Regions from separate parts of the Xenopus laevis genome. Here region 2 is linked to region 1. A link is a contact called in public Hi-C data. All regions are on one chromosome and are shown on one strand. Each heading gives the region's core, a stretch centred on a gene start, on an enhancer-like site or on the middle of the called end of the contact. The rest is flanking DNA. Distances are from core to core; before and after follow the strand shown.

Region 1 (7,304 bases), core at 4,714-7,213:
AATTGCACTGCAATGTTGAAGTTTTGCTGAGATAGACTGTGTGGCACCCATGATTCAGAGTTTAGTTGCCCAAATGTGCCTGTCTCATAGGCCTGCAGTCCCTTATAGCTCAGTTGAGCTAAATCAGTAAGATAGCTTCCACTAGTGAAGTATACTCAGATTAAAGGACCAGTAACACCATTTTTTTTAATACTTCTTTCCCCCAAAAATAGCTATAATCATAGGACTGGCTTACTTTCCCTTGGCTTTTTTCAAATCTTCAGTTTGAATTTGATATGCAAAGTGCCCCATAGTAGAAAATTGAAAAGGAGATACCAGCTTGAATTATTCTGTGAGCAGAACCTGAAGTCAGTGTAAGACAAGTTTGTAATGTTTTGTAGAAAGAACATTGACCCTAAAGCTAAATAATCCAAATTAAAGAAGGGAGAAATAATTTTTATTTGGATAAAATGGAGTCTATGGGAGATGGCCTATCCATAATTCGGAGTTTTCTGGATAACAGGTTTCCGGATAATTGATCCCATACCTGTATTTGCCTTTTTTTTTTTTTATTCCTAATTTTGTCTAAACAATGGTAATTTTGCCTTTAGAAATAGGCAATTATTTTCCTGAGCATGGTTGCAGTTTAAATATTGGAATGAAAAAATGTTTGTTTTTTTTCATCTACCTTATTTCATATAACTGATATGACTGGTATGGTGCTGGTGCGGGGGCCTGCAGAAACTGTCCATTAATATTTTCTTCATGCACGTGGACCTCTGCACAGCTGATTAACCCCTGCGCTGTCACCATCCATACAGTGATCAGATATTACCATGACTCCTTGTGTTTTTTGGCTGCTTTAGTAGTTACCCATTATTCATTTTGCTATTAATAGAGTGTAATACTGGCAAAGATATAAGTAGAGTAGAAAGTTAACTGACTGACCACTGTTAGCCACACCATAATCTTAACTCAACTGATGTATAAAGTGTAAAAGAAATTAATTTCACAAGAAGTGGGAAGGGCATTGTAAAATTAAGAGAAAAACCAGGCCAGAGTTATGTCAAATGGGAAAGATGGAGACACACCACTGAAAAAATACCTTCCTCTCATATAACTAAACTCTACTAGTATTTATTTAAAGGGAGTTTAAATATTCTATAATACATAAAAGCACCGAATACCTGTACTTGTAACCCACAAAATTTCATCCAGGACTAGATTGTAGATGTAGTCGCAGTGTCTAATTTTTGTTTGGTGTAGTATTATTATTTTATAAAGCACCAACTCATTCTGCAGTGCTGTGCAATACGTCAGTGTGTACAATAAACATACAAAAAAAAAAACAATACAAGAGGTAAAGGGGCTTGTGTAAAAATGGTTCTTTTGAGCACACATTTTGAGAAAAATATGTGCAACATATGCACACATGATCAACTCCTGGATTAATACTGACAAATACTTCTTTGCAAAACAACTAACTTTGTTTACATTTAGGTTATTATGAAACATTTTCTTTATATTTCTGTAAATGTATGTGCTAGGAAGTCACCATTTTACTTGTTAGGGGTTCAGTTGAAAAAACAGCTTCTTACAGTGTAAGAAAAAAAAGAACAATGAGAAACATGCAGAAATCATATAAAACTCTTCATAAAAGAGTGTAGTAGACATGGATATGTTTTCTTCGCAGGATATTCTGTAACTAAAAAGTTTAAATAGTAGCTGCAAGCTTGTGAGCATTCCATTCCCCTTACACTGAACTTTTAAGTTTGAAATGTAAAAGTGCAGCACAGACAGCTGGCAAAATAGTCGTAGTGAAGATGAAACGCATGCTTTGGCAAATTTTAAAACACAATCAAGAACTAATTACTACAGTCTCTTCTTGGACACCTCATACTAACCAAATGTAAATTTGCTACTAAGTGAGGTCAGTACAGTGCTTTGCAAAAATACTGAAACCCTTGACCAGTTCTCTTGTTTACTAGATAAAATCCAGCAATAATATTTTGTTTAGTGAAATAAAGAAACATACCATTTGGTGAGCTATATCTTTTGCAACTTAAAGGGTAACTCGCAAAAATTAAAATTTAATACAAGCTTCATACTAAAAGAAATTGATATAATCAATTTTAAATTCTTTACTTTTACTTAAATAATCAAGTTTATCTTCACTGTCCCTCGCTCATCATCTGTGTCTCTGCACAGGTAGTAATTTATAAACAATTTGTACATGGGCAGCTACCCATGGTAACCAATCAGATGTTTGCTTTCATTGCTCTCCTTGTAGCTGGCTGAAAAAATCTAAGCACTGATTGGTTGCTGCCCAGGTGCAAATTTTCCCAGTGTTTAAAAATGAGCCCCATTATGTCTTCATGTAGGAGTTGGGTGTCAGATTTTCATTGATGGTTAAACCCATTTTATCTTTTAGAGTGGTTTCCCTTCCTAGCAGATCACTCAAATAACTGATTCCACTACAAAGAAAATCACTGCCTTCGGCACCAACTCTGCACATAAGGAAACAAGATTTCTGTTAATTTTAAAAGAGTAAGTTTATAAGACATGTTATAGGCAAAATTAACCCCTCCTCCCCCAAGGCTTAACTGTCATTCAAAATCAGACTCCCAGCTCCTGTATGAAGATAGAATGAAGAGAGACAGATGCTGAGAGGAGGAGGGTGAAGAGTATCTTGATAATTTCAGAACTGGGTCTGAATTTTTAGTTGATTTTATCTAATGATCTTATTTTAGTATGATGAAGCTTATATTAAATTTTCATTTTTCGCAAGATTTTCGGTGGGATCCAGCTTTGCACATTTTTGGGGCATATTTTGGTCCATTCTTGCTCTGTCCTGTTTATGTTAGATTATGCATGTGCGCCTGAATTTTCAACAAGTGTCTCAGATTTTCACTTTTATGCTATCTGAATTTGACTGAGTCAACTTCTTTCTTTTTTTTTAAATGTTTTTATTTTGCATTTTAAACAACACAACAATAAACATTACAATACGATTTTAGTTTTTGACTCACAGTTTTACTTGGAATCATTGTTGGGCAGGAAGCAAATGTTCTCCCAACGGCTGAACAAATCTAGCTAAATAGAGAAAATAATTAGCTTTCTCTGGTTCCCATTATAGTATATTGTTGTCAGATTTCAGGTCAAAGCAAGAATTCTGAAGCTGCATTCAGCTGGAAAGTGATAATAGTGGTTTTCTGTAGGAATTTCTGCAGCAGTATTGACTACCTAAGTTTGCTCAGGTGAGATTTGAGTAGTATGTTATTGATACTGTAAAAGACAGGTATTTGAGCAGTTTGCTAATATGCATAGTGCTGCCAACTATCATCGTACTTTATTTATTTTTTTGGAAGATACTTCTGTTTCTTGAATGCCATTTTCTCTTAGAAGAATGCACATTTAAAAGCATTTTCCAATGGTTATAGTTGCCCACTAGGTGGCAGAGTAAGCTTATGATCTGCTAGAGAAAATGTATTGCTTTGTATCAGTCTTTTGTGCTTAGGGGAAAAACTCTAGTGTCCGTTTCCAAAATAGAAATTTGAACAGACTGAACTATTTGAATAAATGACTGAGTGTCCACTGAAGCCATATTTTAGGCAGTAGATTGCACCTGCACACCTGGCCTCTCCACTAATTAAGTACAGTGTTTGGGGTATTGTATGACGGCGCCTCCACAACTCCAGCACACGTAGATTGCTCAAGGGATTCCTCCCGTGTTTAATGTTAAGCCATCAAAACAATACACTGAAGCCATATGCCATCGTGATGAATAGCCATATTTTAGACAATACTAGGGGGCACATTTTTCAAGGGTCCAATTGAAAATTTGAAATTAGAATTTTAGAGTTTTTTTATGGTCAAATTCAACTAGGGAGTTGTTCAAATTCGATTTGAGTTCTTAAAAAAAAAAAAAAATCTAATTTGATTTTCAAGATTTATGAACTCGAATTCGACTATTCGCCACCTAAAACCTGCCGAATTGCTGTTTAAGTCCAGGGATCAAGTTTGAGTTGTTGCAGCCTTCCTGGCATGAATCGAGTTTTTAAATGAAATTAGATTTGAATTCGATTCTAGTTTTCGGGTCTTGATTTTTAGAATACATTTCGATTTTTTTAAAATCCAATCAAATTAGATTTGAATTTGATTCGAGTTTTCGTGTCGATCCTATTCAACCGAGTTTAAAAAATTTAGATTTTTAGAACCCGTTTCGATTGGTCGAATTTTGAGTTCATGGGAGTTTATGGGCGTTTAAAAAAAAAAAATTCGAAATTCGACCCTTGATAAATGTGCCTCTAGTTCTCAGAATGGCAATCTCTGGCACACTAGCTGTTGCAGTAATATAGCCAACATCACAGAATGGAAAAGGATATGCAGCTATACTGCATTTTTGTCTTGTACATATACATATAGGAAAAATATAGAATTGTTTCATTTTGTTTTAGTGGGCACATGAATGAAATGTTGTTCTGAGATTCCAACGGGATTTAAAAGTCTATTTTAATGCAGCAGTTTTCTGTTTTTTAAGGATCAAGCCCAACATCTGCTTGGGCCCTTCCATAGCTTAAAAAGGTTAGGGAGAATTCAACGTTCTAGGAATGTACAACAGACACATTTTTATCCCCGTATTTGAGACAAATTGGCATTAATAATTAAGAGTTTTTGAATCTGTGCAGAACAGACACTTTAATAAGAAAGGAGACACAGACACGGACTGCTCATGGGTCTAGCACAAGGTAGGTTTTTTTCTGTGTTGCACGCATACCATAGGAAGTTTGACCTCAAAAACAAGGTCATAACATCGTTTTTAGAGGAATAGTGGAAATTCGAATTTTATTAAAAAAGATATGCTGAATTTTGAAATAACATGCCATAAAGCTAAGGAACTACAACACTTTCTTGCTATACTGATGCTTTGTGTCCCATTGTTTTGTATCAGGATGGTGATAAATTTTGGAGGATGCCAGAGTGCTATATACGGGGAAGCACAATTAAATATTTGCGGATCCCTGATGAGATTATTGACATGGTAAAGGAAGAAGTGATGTCAAAGGGCAGAGGACGTGGAGGCATGCAGCAACAAAAACAGATGAAGGGCAGAGGAGCTGGTGGAGGTGGACGAGGTAATTCTTCTTGCCTTTTAGTATTGCGAAGCATGTACAGTAAGTATGGACACACCTATGGAATAAATGTCTTAACATCACATGGCACAGTTTATGTGAAATTCATACTCGCCCTTTAGCTCAGAAATCAGCTCTGTATGCCTGCACTTGGGCCGATGCAGTGTTTCCAGGAGCAGACACAAAGACACAGAAGACTGCTTCAAGCAGAGGGGCTGATTTTTGGCCTGTGTTTATTCACAGGTTGAAAATATGCCCTTGGTTGAATTAGCTGTTCGCCTTCCAAACACTTTTTTTTCTAGAAACTGGATTGCTGAAATTGCAAATGAGAGAGCCGCAGAATAAAATGCAAAATAGTTCAAAAACTATAAAAAATGAAAACCAATTGCAAATTGTCTCAGACTCACTATCTATATCATACTAAAATTTATCTCAAAGGCGAACAACCCCTTTAATAATGACGGCCTCTTTCGCAATCAGATTTCTGGCGAATGGAATACTAACAAAAGTGTAAATGTTTTTCAGGTGTCTTTGGAGGACGAGGCAGGGGCACCCCTGGTGGAGGCAGAGGCCAGCAAGACAAAAAGCCTGGCCGACAGTCTGGGAAACAGTGATGTCTTCTTGCCAGAGACATTCGTTTAGTATTGACTCTATGGTCACGCCTCAGCTCTGCAAAATGTTTAAAGTGTTAAAAGTGTTAAAGTCTCGGCACACCAGCAATTTTCAAAAAAAGAACTGCATTTTTTTCCACTTCACCCCTCCCTCTTTCCATATTGTAGGACCAGCTTAAAGCAAGAGAGGGGACATGAGCCAGAGCCAGATGTCAAAACACGTGATTAATGCCTGTGGGAGGTCTTCACATCCTAACCTGCAAATGAACTTAGCCCATGGCATCGAAAGGTCATTTGGGTTAAACTCCAAAAGCAGGGGGTTGGGGTGTGTAGTTAGAAGGGTACACATCACTTGTAACAACTGTGCAGCATCAGTATGGTACTGGCTTGTCAGCTAAGCCAATGCAAACAGTTTGGAGTAATGCATTTGAGCTTCATTATTTAACCACTTCTCTGCCATTGCTAGATGAAGGAGACAGATGCAATCTGATGTAGACATGCCTCTCGAATACATGTGAAATCTTCCAGAATGGTTTAGTTACTATTGCATATTGGGGGAGGTTTTTTTTTTTTTCAGTTAAATTATGTTTGCATATGAAAAGGTTAAATAACTTTCACATATATGTAACACAATACCCTCTGAAATGGAGAATATGTATATAGCAATTTGTGACTGGCACAATAGATTTACATGAGTGATTAAGCATTCCGCGTTTTGGCTCATTTCATAAGCCCAAGTCCCAGGAGAGCTGTAGTTTGCTGAATAGATGCCCCCATGGAGAATATAAAAAGCACATTTCTCCACTTGTATCTGGTTATGGAATGTTCTAAATGAGTAGAGGTTACAGTTCCTCAATTGCATTGGATTTGTGTTCAAATATTTTGGAGTAGCCATGGTTACTATTCAGCCGATGATTTTACTTTCTTTTTTTTCCCCTCACATAAAATTCACATTTTTGTCCCTCAAAGATATGGCTATTTTCTTAAACACTCTTTCTTTTTTTTTATGATTTAAACACTTGTATAAGCACTTAAATCTGGTTGGCTGCCTTTTTTCACTTTTATTTTTTAGTATGTGAAAAGACCACATTTCTCTGAACAAAAACGGTCAGAATATTGAGAGGAGATTGGGGAAACAAAATGTGTTTTGTTGTGGAAAACATTTTCTTGTTACTAAGAGTGTAAGAGTGCTGTGACACTTTTTTTTTTTTTTTTTTTCTTTAAAAATAAAATATTAGCAATGGAAAATTGACTTAATTCTCATTCTTATTTTAGTTAAGTAAGTAAAAGTCTTACTACATAGGAAGACCGTTTGTGGCATGTACAGGTATGGGATCTTTTATCCAGAAACCTGTTATCCAGAATGCTCAGTATTACGGGAAGGCCATCTCCCATAGACTTCATTTTAACAGATTAAGTTAAATTTTAAAAGAATTAATCGGACGCCCTTTGACTTTAATGCATTTGGACAAAACAATCGCACGTATAAAAATTTACGTTTGTGTCAAAATTATTTTGAAGCCCATTGACGTCGATGCTATTCGCAAATTTATTTGCCGTTTTTTACGAATTTTTTGGCAAA
Region 2 (7,410 bases), core at 1,489-3,988, 94 kb after region 1:
GTCCATCACTTTGCTTCACGGATCCCATCCCGTGGCCCACCACCTGCCTGCAATTCAACGTAGCTCTCTCACAAGGCTGCGTAAGAAGAAAACAAGCAGGCAGCTCGAAGAACAGCAAAACAGCTGCAGCGTCACATTACAAAGTGAATTATGGGTCCTGTAGATAAGGTGCAAGTAGGTCTTTACGCTGGGCTTATCTACACTTGAGAAAGTTGCTGGCAGCTTTCCAGATTCCACCCCCCATCACAGCAGCAAGAAAACTAGTAAGAACTCAAGCTTTATTTATTGCTCATTCTGCCTGGTGGTATTTATCTAGGGTTTAACCTTTTCCTTCTTGTCATTTACCATTACCTCTGCTAAAATTATTTTATAAAAAAAAAAAAATAACAGTGTTCAGGGGTATCATTTGTAAATCTGCCACTGTCATCCTGTTTTGAGCTCTGGGAGGTATTACATATACCTGCTAGTGTGTTCATGCAGCTGTGAGTTCTAGCAATATTATACATTAAATTGCCACCTCGCCATCCTTCTGTGAATTCTGCTGTGCCATGCTGTTATGAATTCTGGGGTTATTTATACATGAAATTCCCACTATGCCATGCTGCTATGAATTCTGGGAGTGTTCTACAAGAAATTGCCATTTAAAATTGTAATTTTTTTATTTTGTATAGTTTTCAAATTATTTCCCCTACTTCTGACTTAAACCACTGCCTGGTTGCTAGGGTAATTTAGACCCTAGCAACCCGATTGGTGCTGACATTTCAAACTGGAGAGTTGAACAAGATTTTTTTTTTAATTTTGATATTTATTTGTGGGCACAATTTTTTTACTGGGGAGGGGTGTGGGCCCTTGAGATGAGGTTTCCTGGTGGGCCCCAGGCACCCCAGTCCGACACTGCTCAACAGCCCAGCTTGCGCCCTGCCCCCCACTGTACAATGTAACCAAATGACGATGTCCCCAACTCATCTGAGACCCACCCATACGGAACGCATTTTAGTACATCCTGCAGCAAAATACATGTCCTTCATACGATGTCCTATGCCTTCGGAATGGCGCATCAGTTGCTTTTGCCGCCACCCATCGTCCAAATCTGCAATCACACCTCCGTCCTCTACCCTCCCTTCTCAGCCTTCACTCATAGGAACTCCGCCGTCAGCCTTCTGCCCTCAGCCTTCCTCCCTCAGTCTTCCACCCTCAGCCCTCCATCCTCCTCCTTCAGTCATCATCCTTCCGCACTCAGTCCTCTGCCTCCCATCCTCAGTCCTCTTCCTTCCGCCCTCACTCACCACTTTAGAAACTTATGGATAAGACTGTCGGCTAAAAAGAGAGATCTGAGGGGGGAGTGCTGAGCAGCGAGGGCAGAGAAAAAAAAGGAAGAGGACTGAGGGCGGAGGATTGAGGGCAGAAGGCTGAGGGCGGAGTTTGTATGAGCAGGGGCACTTCGCAGTAGCGTAACTAGAGGGGGCGGGCCCTGGTGCGTGACGTGCAGCCGGGCCACGCCCCCCTCCTTACCGCCCAGCATTTTCAGTGGCGCGCGGGCTACCGGGGTTCCCTGAGGGGGTGCGGGCCCTGGCCCGCTCGCACCCCCTGCTCCCCTGGTAGTTCCGCCACTGGCGCTTCGCCAATGAGGCAAGGTGGCAGCACCCCACTAGGTACCAGGGGCAGCAAAAATGCCGCTCCTGGTACTTTAAGAGCTAAATTTCCAGCTTTTCTAGCACAGAGAGCGCAGTTAGGCTCTCTGTGCTAGCATACTGGCCCTCTCTGCCGCCCTCGTGGACCCCCCTGGACCCCCTCAGGTGCAAAAAGGTAAGCGCACGGGGGAGGGGGGGGGCGCCGGAAAACTGCTGCCTCAGGCAGCAGAGGGGCCAGGATCGCCCATGCGTATGTGTGACGGCTGAGAAGAGAGGGTAGAGGACAGAGGTATGATTGCAGATTTGGACGATGGGTGACGGCAAAAGCAACCGATGCACCATTCCGAAGGCATAGGACATTGCATGCAGGACAGGTATTTCGCTGCAGAATGTCCTAAAATGAGTTCCGTATACCCAGCATACTGCACCATCCCTACTGCTTTCCCAATCGATAGAGGAAGGAAGCATACTCACAGAAATGCCATGCTGACCGTGCTGGGACACACACACACACACACACACAGCACGGCAGCAGCACAAGAGGAGTGGGAGGGACGGAGCCACAGTGGGAGATAGACTGGAGGAGCGGTCCTAGAGCCTGCCGAATGCAGCAAAAGAAAGTGTTATAGGAGCGACCCACTTAAACAAAATATGGAGCGCCCCTCAGGCATTTGCCGAAACAAACAGATTGTCAGTCTTGGCCTGAGTAGAGTGTATTAACACTTGAAGGCAGGCTGGCTGACAAACCAAGGTAAGTGACTGCTGTGTAGGAAAGTGGGGGAATGAAGCAAAACCAAATACATTCATATATTGCTGTCACTACCGGCAAATTCTAGCTACACAGGCAACTAGGCACTCCCTGTACACGTGTCTATAAATACCCTCTGACGTCTCTACTTACGCGAGTAAAATGGAACACGTGACACACTTGCCACCCAATTAGGATCAGCATTGCTCTGCGAGACACAAAGGGGTTAACAAATGACCTCAACCCAGCCTGCCTTGCTGCCTACAGGACACGCCCACTATGCAAATGAAGGAATAGCTTCACGTCATGGCGAGCCAATCTCCTGGTCGGTAGGTGACATCATGTTGATGGGGACGGTATATATAATTGAACTGGGCGAAACTCTTTAGTGTATAGTGAAAGACCGGAGGGGGAAATATTAAGCTTTGTAAACACCGAGACGGCACCTATCTCGTTGCTGGCAGGCTAACAGGAACTAAGAGCCTACTCTGAATCCAGTCAAAAACCTGGAACTTTATGAAAGCGAAGGACTTTTTATTGGAGTTATATTTGTGGTTCTCGGAAGCTGGCAGAAAGAACATTTTGCTACGACTCTAGCAGCAGTGAAAACAAAGAGGGATCCTGTCTGCTGATGAGGCAGAGACCTACCCAAAGTTGCTCTATGACTCCCCCAGACGTTGGATTATTCTCTGTATGGTTACTCTTTCTGTAATGGAAGTCCCACACAGGATGTCCCACTTTTAAGACGAGGGAGGGGGCACATATTCCCCTTTGGGACACGTCTGAGAGTTAACAAAGGCTCATTGGATTGATTGCACTGCTCCATTACTTTGTAACAACGTACCATAGTCCGAGTGGCTGGTAAGAGGAAGCATTGATTCCTTTCAGCATTTTCTCTTTGGCAAAGCATCAGAAGTTTTGGACTTGTAGTCAAGGGGTGTAAGCAAAAAGGGGTACACGTTGTGTCGCATACACACCCAGTTCTACTTCGGTTTGTCAGGGGATGATGGAAATACCCTTCTATCATGATAATGTGTTGAATGTTCATCAGGCTTCCCTCTACATTTCTGCTCTTGACGCTATGATGAAAAAGGATCTGAACCTTGACCTGAACGACCAGGTTGTAGCTAATTTAAAGCCACATCTCCGTGGTGGGGACGGCATGCTTACCTCCCCTGATCTTGGACTACTGAAGTTGGCTTCTCCTGAACTGGAGAGGCTTATTATCCAGTCAAATGGCATGGTCACCACCACACCTACTACTAGCCAGTTTATGTACCCAAAGGTGGCTAGTGAGGAGCAAGAATTTGCAGAGGGCTTTGTGAAGGCACTGGAAGATCTCCATAAGCAGAACCAATTGGGGGTTCAATCAAATACTTTGGATATAAGCTCAGTTTCTGCTGGATCTAGCCTTCAGCCTCCACCAACATCTGATGCTCCTGTCTATGTCAATCTTAGCAACTACCCTAGTGGGGCTATGGGAACCGCTGTCAATTATAGTACTGAGACTGTGCCATACCCACCACCACCATCAAACATGATACAGCAACCAGCACCTCCACCACCCAGATTGCAGGCTCTGAAAGATGAGCCACAGATTGTACCAGAGGTGGCCAGCTTTGGGGATAGTCCACCAATGTCCCCTATAAATATGGACACACAGGAAAGGATCAAAGCTGAGAGAAAGAGGCTGAGAAACAGGATAGCAGCATCTAAATGCAGAAAAAGAAAGCTTGAGCGAATCTCCAGACTAGAGGAAAAAGTAAAGAGCCTTAAGACACAGAACACTGAGTTGGCATCTACTGCTAACCTGCTGAGGGAACAGGTGGCCCAACTAAAGCAAAAGGTCATGAGTCATGTCAACAGTGGCTGCCAGCTTCTGCCCCAACAGGTCCAAGCCTACTAAGCACTGGCTCTTTCATCTATTATGCGGACCTATCCATTGCTTTACCTTACACCTCTAACATTTATTCCAGTTTTGAGAAGCTCACTAAGTAAATTTAGTTGTGACTTTGTCATTTTTGTAAAGATTATCGTCACAAATGACCAAAGACTCTGGGGGTGGCCTATCACTTTGGGAAGCATCAAACCTCTCCCATTACTACTGATCATAACCAAATAGCATCATCTAATGTAGGGTGACCCTTTAAAAGAAATGTAAACACAACCATGGTGGAGGAGCAAGGTGTTGGAATGATATTAGGGCTGCAAATTTCTTGAGACTGATACTTTTGAGACACAGTGTTGCTGCAGAGTTTGTTTTATTTTTTTGTTTGTTTGTTTTTCTTCATGTAAACCATCCTGCATAGTACAGACAGATTTACCAATTTAACACCATAACACAAACTGTAAGGAACATTGAAGAGGCCCAAAACAACATTGACTACTATTATCTAGAGTGCATAAATATCCCGACTTACATGATGTTTTGTGGGTTAAGGTTTTGTTTCCTAGATCCTTATCCTACTGCTCACTCCAGTGATGTTCTCTCTTGAGCTGTGGAAACAAGTTCATACATGCAGTAATGCCTATATCCAGAACATGTTTTAGACAAACTTGGTTGGATGTTAATGCCAAGTGCAATCAATGCTGATTTATATATATATATATATATATATATATAAACTGCCTTAAATGTTTACAATGTTTCAAAAGCAGAGGACAGCATAGACTGCAATAACCTGCACTGAAACTTCTTAGCTACTGGACAAATCCACACATAAAGGAAATTTCAGTATCAAAGAAGTTAAAGTGCTTGATTGCACTATGTCTGCATCTTCTATGCTGAGCTATACTTTGTATAATAATGTAAATGTAATATTTTAAAGAACCTTTGTTTGGAGTGTTCAGTTTGCTATAATTAAGTTATACTGGGAACAATGTTTTCAAACTGTTTTTTTTTTACTACACATTCCAGTATATACAGTACTCCAGTGCTCTTATATATAATAAAGTATTGTTAAAATGAATTGGCATTGGTTGGTGGTTTTCCTATGGCATCTGTTAGACCTGACTTAGTCACTTCATAAAACTTCATAAAAAGTTGATTTTTGTTATAATGTCAGTTTTAGCAAGGCAGTAGAACAATCTTACGTGCATATTATATGTCTGGGTAGGAAATGTGTGCATCAGTGGTGCTAAGCTATAAAGAGAGTATATGACTTTATACTGAATGGCACACATGATGGTTCAAAACATTTGCTTTATTAAATTGACAAGAAACTTATTTTTGCAGGTACTACATTTTTTTCAGTTGTCTGTGGCCAAACTTCTCTATACAGTATGTTACATATTAAATGTGTTTATCCTCCGCACACTATTGTACTTTGTATGAGTATTACCATACAGATCTTTACACACAGATTTGTGTGTGTGCGAGAGTTGTACCGTAATACTGTGAAATTTGTCATTTTTTTGTGTTTTTTCACATTTACAGTATTTGTACAGTATAAGTGTAAAGACTGATCAGTTGTAGCTATTAAAGGGGTTGTTCACATTTGTGTTAACTTTTAGTATGATGCAGAGAGTGCTATTTGAGACAATTTGCAATTGGTTTTCATTTTTTATTATTTGTGGTTCTTGAGTTATTTAGTTTTTTTTAACCAGCAGCTCTCCAGTTCGCAATTTCCACAATATGGTTGCTAAGGTCTGTTACCCTAGCAACCATTCATTGATTTGATAAGAGACTGGAATATGAATAGGAGGGGAACTGACTAGAAAGATGAGTAACACACAGCAATACCAATTCACTTGTAGCCTTACAGAGCATTTGCTTTTTAGATGGGGTCAGTGACCTCCCACTTGAAAGCTGGAAAGAGAAAAAGGAAAATATTTAAAAACTATATATAAAAAAATGAAGACCGATTGTAAAATTGCTTAGAATTAGCCATTTTATAACATGCTAAAAAACTTAAAGGTGAACCATTCTTTTAACTCTATGACTGGTATGTGTGTGCATGAAAGTAATACATAATTAAAGGAACAGTTCAGTGTGAAAATAAAAACTGTGTAAATAGATAGGCTGTGCAAAATAAAAAATGTTTCTAATATACATAGTTAGTTAGCCAAAAATGTAATGTATAAAGGCTGGAGTGAACAGATCTCTAATAAAACAGCCAGAATCCAACTTCCTGCTTTTCAGCTCTATAACTCTGAGCTAGTCAGCGACTTGAAGGGGGGCCACATGGTACATTTCTATTCAGTGAGTTTGTAATTGACCCTCAGCATTCAGCTCAGATTCAAAAGCAACAGATATGACCCATGTGCCCCCCCCCCTCAAGTCTCTGATTGGTTACTGCCTGGTAACCAGGGTAACCAGTCAGTGTAAACCAAGAGAGCTGAAAAGCAGGAAGTAGTGTTCTGACTGACATGTTATACATGAAATCACTCTAGCCTTTATACATTACATTTTTGGCTAACTAACTATATTAGAAACATTTTTTATTTTGCACAGACTATCTATTTACCCAGTTTTTATTTTTACACTGAACAATTCCTTTAAGCCTGGAATCGGGATAGCCATATAATGATATAAACCATTTCTTTCAGGGGCATAACTACAGAGGAAGCAGACCCTGCAGCTACAGTGGGGTGCCAAGAGATACAGGGGCTCCATGAGGCCCTAATTCATATACAATTTCAATAAATATTGGTACGACAAGTTATTGTGGGATGTATTGTGGGCCTGAAAAATAATTTGCTGCGGGGCGCAGTTATGCCACTGCATTCTGTGATCCTGGTCATTTTTTTTACTTTTTCTCCTCAAATTATAACAAAAGGTATTATATAATGAACCACTTAGTGGGGTTCATTTATAAACACTGTGCAAATTTGTACCTGTAACCCATGGCAACCAATGATTTATTTCACTGTTCAACCTGCAGCTGGCTGAAAAAAAGCTAATCGCTGATTGGTCGCTGCCCAGGTGCAAATCTGCCCACTGTTTATAAATGAACTTCACTGTGACTTTTTGTTAGTAGAAAAATTTGCACCAGGGCAGTAACCCTTGGTAACCAATTACAATTTTTGCTT

What was found. A called contact is a pair of places that touch in the nucleus more often than the background predicts.
Region 2: a contact with region 1 is called in a Hi-C map of the XL177 cell line, with 4 times the contacts expected there. The contact joins the promoter of jund.L here to the enhancer-like site in region 1. A contact is called at or near these places in 2 of 4 Hi-C or Micro-C datasets (the XL177 cell line and the XTC cell line).

The regions. Positions count from the first base shown.
Region 1 is chr1L:112,858,933-112,866,236 of Xenopus_laevis_v10.1, forward strand. lsm4.L (U6 snRNA-associated Sm-like protein LSm4) reads left to right here. Exons shown (of 5, transcript XM_018255591.2): 4 at 4,931-5,114; 5 at 5,637-6,972. The coding sequence ends at 5,725. Among protein-coding and RNA genes, the nearest start is that of lsm4.L, 14 kb to the left of the region's middle. Within about 2 kb of position 5,964, at least 1 of the 7 cell types and tissues checked has an H3K27ac peak or open chromatin away from gene starts, as enhancers often do.
Region 2 is chr1L:112,956,026-112,963,435 of Xenopus_laevis_v10.1, forward strand. jund.L (transcription factor jun-D) reads left to right here and starts at 2,739. Exons shown (of 1, transcript XM_018255613.2): 1 at 2,739-4,758. The coding sequence starts at 3,383. The coding sequence ends at 4,285.